2 separate regions of the Zea mays genome follow, and region 2 is linked to region 1. A link is a contact called in public Hi-C data. All regions are on one chromosome and are shown on one strand. Each heading gives the region's core, a stretch centred on a gene start, on an enhancer-like site or on the middle of the called end of the contact. The rest is flanking DNA. Distances are from core to core; before and after follow the strand shown.

Region 1 (3,047 bases), core at 110-2,609:
TCTGGATTCTGGTATTTTTTGCACTACGTCCTCTACTTCTCAATTAATTTTCCATGAATCACACCTTGGAGCTAACAATAATCACTTAATAGGTATCAGAAGGTTTCGGTTCGTGTATGATGGAACGGAAGCCTTATGTCATTTCCAGACTTGTTATCGGGTCAGCGAAAGTTTGAATTGCCTGAAAAATCTAGAACGTTCTCCTTGTCAGTACGAGGATGATTAGCGCACAAAATAGATCAATAGCAAAGAATCAGGTCCTTGCATCAGTCATGACAGTAAATTGTGTTGTGTTTTTCAGGGTGATCATCGAAGTCATCTGCAGCTATATCACGCTGCCACTATACGCCATCGTGACCCATGTAAGCTCCAAGGATACACACTATCTATCTATTGGAAAGAATCTCGTTATTTTCGTTAATGTTCATCATATAAAGCTGGAGTATTTTGAGCATCGGGTCGCTATTTGTGATGATCCAGATGACCGGACAGATCAAGCTGCATGGTTTTGGCTCCCGCGTGCACGAGAGTGTCCATGGCTGGATCGGCTTGAGGAAGAAACCCTTCTCGTTCTGGAAGATTCCCGGCGGTGACCCTAACGCTGATTCCGGCAGGGAGGCCGACGTAACCCGCAGGGTGGCCAAGGAGCGGTCGGGGAGCTCGCGCAGCATGCCGATGGCGCCGGCTGACGAGATCGTCACCGTCGACGACGTCGCGGTGGCTGCAGCTGCCGTTGGCCAAGGACCATAAAATTCCTAGCTAGCAAACACCAGCAGGGAAGGCAGGCAGGCTGCCGAGGTACCGTGCGCAGCGGGTTGATGGGTCGGACGCTGCGGAAAATTCCTCGTGTCGGGAGCAGGCTGGGCGGCCGCGCCCGCGCCCGCGCGCTGTAGCTCTGATCGCGTGTTGTAACGTCAACGTCATCTCGTGTAACGGTACGGGCAGGACGGGACGCGTCGTCCCCATGCCTGCTCCCGTGCTAGGGCCGGCCGCCAGGCGTTGTGGCATGTCACGTGCGACGTTGCAGCGCGACGCTACAACGTTGTATGTGGGCTGTGGCACAGCCAGCCGGCGCGTCATTGGCCCTGGCCCAGCATGGCCTGCTGCTGCTGCCTTGTGCCGGCCGTACCTTGCTGTAAAGGAAAGCTGGGCGTACATAACCCATTATCCATGGCTCACTGCGATCTATTGCAATGTAGCAGGCAGGTGAGCGTTCTCAAGAGTGTGATGGAAGGAAAAGGACGCGTTCGATCCATTCATCTGACTATGCGTGTCTGTGCTCGCTGCCAGTATATGTACTGGTAGTACGAAGCATGGAGGTAGCTAGAACCGGCGAAGGCCAGGGAGGCGTCTAGCTTTCGATGCCTGCGCCTGCGCGCGCTCGTCTGCCATTACGTACGTGCGTGTCCGTTGACAGACGCATACGGGTGTGTGCGCGTGCGCGCACGCCAATAATTGCAGAAGCGACGACTGCGGTGCCTGGCAGGCGTACGTAGGGCAGGGAACTGGGGAAAGAGAGGCGCGCAGCATCACGTCGATTCTAGTGCTAGGAGTATCTGAAAATGCTATTTTCATCGGGGATTAGATCATTATCCATCCATGCACGCACCGTCCGCTCCGTAAGGCTATCTCTAGGCTCTAGCGACCTTTCTATTTCACTCTTTATTTTAAATTCCATCGTAAAAACAACACGGTATACAATGTAAAACTGTGTTTTGTACGTCTATATATACACGTTCCATTAGAGACCGACTTATAGATATATGAATCATGCATCAATCGATCGGGGTGGAATAGGCGGTCAGGTAGGCAGACGACATGTTAGATATCATTGTTAAATATATGACTAAGAGTTAATCATCGTCCATATTTAATAAACCTTTAGAGTAAAAATCTATTAGTATATATATATATATATATATATATATATATATATATATATATATATATATATATATATATATATATATATATATATATATATATATATATATATATATATATATATATATATATATATATAGTTTATATATTAATAGCTCTGGGCTTCCAATAACTAGAGGAAGCCCAGGTCGGACGGTGCAATCCGGTCGAGCCGAACCACATCCGTACGTCTATAAAACAGGACCCGGAGTGCTAGGGTTCAGTTTTTACGCTCCACCCCGATTCATTAGCGACGCCGCGTGCGACGACGGCAGTTGCCCCAGAGCGTGCGCGGAGGTGGACCCCCAGCCGGTGGCCGCAACTCCATGGCCTCGACGCGCGGTGGCGGAGGTTTCTCGATCCGGAGTAGTGGCGGCGGTTCCCAGGTCGGTGGCGGCGGCTCCCCGATCCAGAGGGCAAGCGACAGCGGGGCCCTTGTGCGGGCAAGCGGCTGCGTCCCCGAGATCCTGAGGAGGCAGCACTTCCAAGGCCGACGAGCAAGCGACGCCCGTCGACGTGCGAGTAGCGACGGCGACGCATGAGACGCGATGTTCGAGCAAGCGGCGTCACGAAAGGCCTGAGATGCGCGCAGCGATGATCGCGCGTGACATCCTCCGATCCGGCGCAGTTTCTTTTTTCGATTATTGTGTTTTATGCCTACCACATGTATTATTTACGCAAAAAACTGTACGATTTTATGCTTAAACACGGAGTTCGTATATCAGTTTACTGCATGCACATTGGAAAGACAATTCCTTGATTTATGTTGTTCGTAATTTACGCACATGCAATGAAACTCCTACGATTTTTGCCATAATTTTTGGATCTGTATAAAAATAGAAACCACATGTATGTGGCTGCCATGTTTTCGGATCTGTCATAAAAATAGGATAGTAATAACAACCTACTAGAGCTATCAACCTCTCAAATTGACTCGGTATTTACGCTTATAATTGAGGGATTTTATGCTCAAAACTTAAGGTTTTTACGCTCCACCCGAAGATGCGTCCACCAGTGAACAACATGCCAGATTTTTTACGCAGTGTAACGAATTGCATAAATACCTACACCGTGTAGTATCATTTGTATCACTATATATCATAAACTAGTTCTAATGCGTTTAG
Region 2 (3,053 bases), core at 422-2,921, 180 kb after region 1:
GCTAATGCATCACCATAATGTAGGGGAATAGGTACACTACACACTAGCATATGTACAACGTTTAGCCAAGATAACATGCGAGTAGAGAATCATGGATTGTTACCACTAGATGCACAAGAAATGGAAGAAGAACATGATGATGTAATGGAAGTAGTCATTTGTCCTCGTGTACCACCTTCAACAACATGTTCACATGTGCTCCTCATGTTCATTGCTGGTCAACATCACATCAACAATAATAACGTGTCCATGGTATCCACATATGCGGGGATAAAACACCATGACGCTTGTGAGCTAGCACCACACATGCAATGAGAGAAATAGCAGGAGTACCTTGGGCACCCACAACCCTAGGGAGAGAAACGACGATGACGACTAGAGCGAGTCTCTAGCATGTTATGCCTTTCATATATGTAGACCTCTTCTAATGGGCTTTTACGCTAAATGACTATTACCATTCTCATAGGTCATGATTGCCTTTTATACATATATTCAACACATAATCCCCAACAAGGTTCTACTTGAACTTGATTATTCCTCCATGTATTAACTTTGTATAGAATAAACAAAGTCTTTCTTTGTAGGATCTGGCCACCACCCATACTTTGATATTGGGTCTATAGATCGAGCCTTCCTCGTAGGATCAATAGATTGGTCGTGAAGTTCTACTAGTAGTTTTGCTATAGCTTTCTCAACTAAGGAAGAATGACCTAGAGCAGTTGAGGCTACATAGGAATTACCAGTTGTGGCAACAAAGTTCTCTAGGATTAGAAATTATCATTTCCACCCTTGCATGCTATTATTCTATATCCACTTCTACACATGAAGAGGTATTCAGTTATACACATGAATAACATGCAAGAGAGCATAGCAGCAACAACAAGAAAAAAGGGGTACATGTGTACATAGGAGTAGCAAGCCAACAACAAGCACCAAGGGGCAGAGGGTAGAACAATAGCATCACGCAAACATAAAGACAACAACTAAGAAACATCAATAAGATAAGAGCATACAACATGTAGTAGATCTAGGCTTCCGGCAACATCAAGCATGACAATCAAAGGCAAAGAAAGAAGATCGAGGACTGTGAAGGTAAGAAGTAGTGAAGTACACTCACCGATGGAGGATGAGCTCAAAACTAGAGAGGCAATGAGGGAGCATAAGGCTTGGTGTAATGGTGTGCTTGTGCCTCTCCCTTGATCCTATTTTGTGTGTTGTGTATAACCCTATTAGACTGAGAAGCCAGAAACCCAGCCCAATTTTTCTCTCCTAAGCCCACTTGAGAATCCTAGAGTGGTCGCTCCACCACCTAATCAAACGATTAATCTCATTTACTCGATGACCAATCAAATAAATGACCAGGTTTTTGGTCGAGGTGGTAGGGTCAGTAGTCTTGGATGGGTAGGAGAACCGATTAGCTCGAGTAATCATGACTAATCTGATGACTTATAAACAGTGAGCATGACTAGTAAAGATAAGTAAAAAAAGCTAGGTCTTTAGTTTTACACAACACAAGGACTAAAAGGTTCTAGAGAAACTTGGCTCATTGTCTCGACAATGAGAAATCACAAGAAATTGTGAAAAGAGTCGGAGGTAACTTGCCCTGTGGAGTAGAGATGAACCAGCAATAGCAGCAGCTCGACCTTGTAGTAACACACAACAATATACCTTGCACCATAGGAGTGTTCACGGAAGCACTTCACAGAAGATCCCTGTTGTGGCCACGTTGCACGGTCCAGTAGCATTGTCTAAGAATATAAAGTCAACCAGCTTTTGGGATTTGAAGACAAAGCTTAAGCAACCCAAGATCTGGTTTCTCTCAACATAAACATATTCCTCCACGAGTAAGTTTCTCCTGAACTTGTCTGCCTATTTTCTGGAAAACAAAGACAATGGTTAGTTTAAGACTTGAATATTCCCAAGTGGCCATACATTGTTTAAAATCATCACACAAGACGTAAAATATTATATATTCCTTAAAACAAAGTTTTCGTACAAAACTGACATCTAGATTCCTTTCTCGAAATTTTTTTCTTTAAAAGGCGTGATTACTAGCTAGTGGGTCCAACGGCCAGCCGTACGTGGGACATGACAGGAACTAGCAGGAACGAGTGATTCCAGCATTCAGATTTGTCCTCTGCCTGAAAACAAGTATTAACAATTGTTCTTTGATTCTTTAAAAAAGAAGCGGTCGTTTCTACTTATTTATGCAAAAAAAAAGAATTCTCCTCTTCAGGACTACTCTTTAGGGCTCGTCCAGGAACCCATTTTTCCAAGGTGTTTATATTTTCTCAAAAAAATTAGTTCATTTTTTCTTAGAAAAATAGAAATCCCTTAAAAAATCGAGTTCCTAAACTAGCCTTTAGGAGGAGAAAATGTTACGAGTAGCTTGCCTAAGAGATAACTACTCTATCCGGTTCAATAAAGCTTACAATTTAAGTTTTTTTAGGAGTCAAAATTTTAAGTTTAATCACTACATAATAACAGTTGAAGGACAGGGCTCATATGGTGGCGAGAAGCCTTTACACTACACTACCTATGTTTAATTAAGTCTCTCTGCGTAGAGATTAAGCTCGTCTCAATTATTCCTTTCTTAGATCTCACTGTGGGAGCTGTTAGCACACCGAACGTTTCACTTTGTACTAATATTTATACTATACATGTCTGATATTAAATAAGTATATTAGATCAATATAGAATATTTTCTTATAGTAAGCTTATTTAGAGACAAATATTAAAAGTATCTTATATAAACTTCACCAGTCAAATTTACGAAAAAATAATTTGTGTAAATATACTTTTTGGACGAAGCGAGTAGATGAATGTAACATGGAGTCATTGGACAGATATGTTATGATACAGTGCCACAAAGGGATTTCATAGAAACGTCAAAAGTTGACAAAAAAAATGAATGTAATGTAGGGAGGGATTATTTCATACATCCAAAGCCAAAGCCAAAGCCAAAGATATATACGTAGGAGGCTATTGCACTATAAGTTTGGTTTAGCACCAATGAGAAATATATAATTAGAACAAAATTTAATCTTGGTCCC

The links. Hi-C and Micro-C count contacts between places; a contact is called where the count stands out from the background.
Region 2: a Hi-C map of tassel shows a contact between it and region 1, with 3 times the contacts expected there. The contact joins two enhancer-like sites. A contact is called at or near these places in 2 of 25 Hi-C or Micro-C datasets (leaf and tassel).

The regions. Positions count from the first base shown.
Region 1 is chr9:107,563,937-107,566,983 of Zm-B73-REFERENCE-NAM-5.0, forward strand. It overlaps LOC542673 (barley mlo defense gene homolog 7), which reads left to right. Exons shown (of 14, transcript NM_001112191.1): 11 at 1-11; 12 at 93-160; 13 at 302-362; 14 at 481-862. The coding sequence ends at 750. Among protein-coding and RNA genes, the nearest start is that of LOC109942230, 6.5 kb to the right of the region's middle. Within about 2 kb of position 1,360, at least 19 of the 20 cell types and tissues checked have an H3K27ac peak or open chromatin away from gene starts, as enhancers often do. A contact at or near this core is called in tassel, where this site is marked.
Region 2 is chr9:107,745,945-107,748,997 of Zm-B73-REFERENCE-NAM-5.0, forward strand. It overlaps LOC103638812 (a long non-coding RNA gene), which reads right to left. Exons shown (of 2, transcript XR_559042.3): 2 at 1,447-1,876. Among protein-coding and RNA genes, the nearest start is that of LOC103638812, 5.5 kb to the right of the region's middle. Within about 2 kb of position 1,672, at least 11 of the 20 cell types and tissues checked have an H3K27ac peak or open chromatin away from gene starts, as enhancers often do. A contact at or near this core is called in tassel, where this site is marked.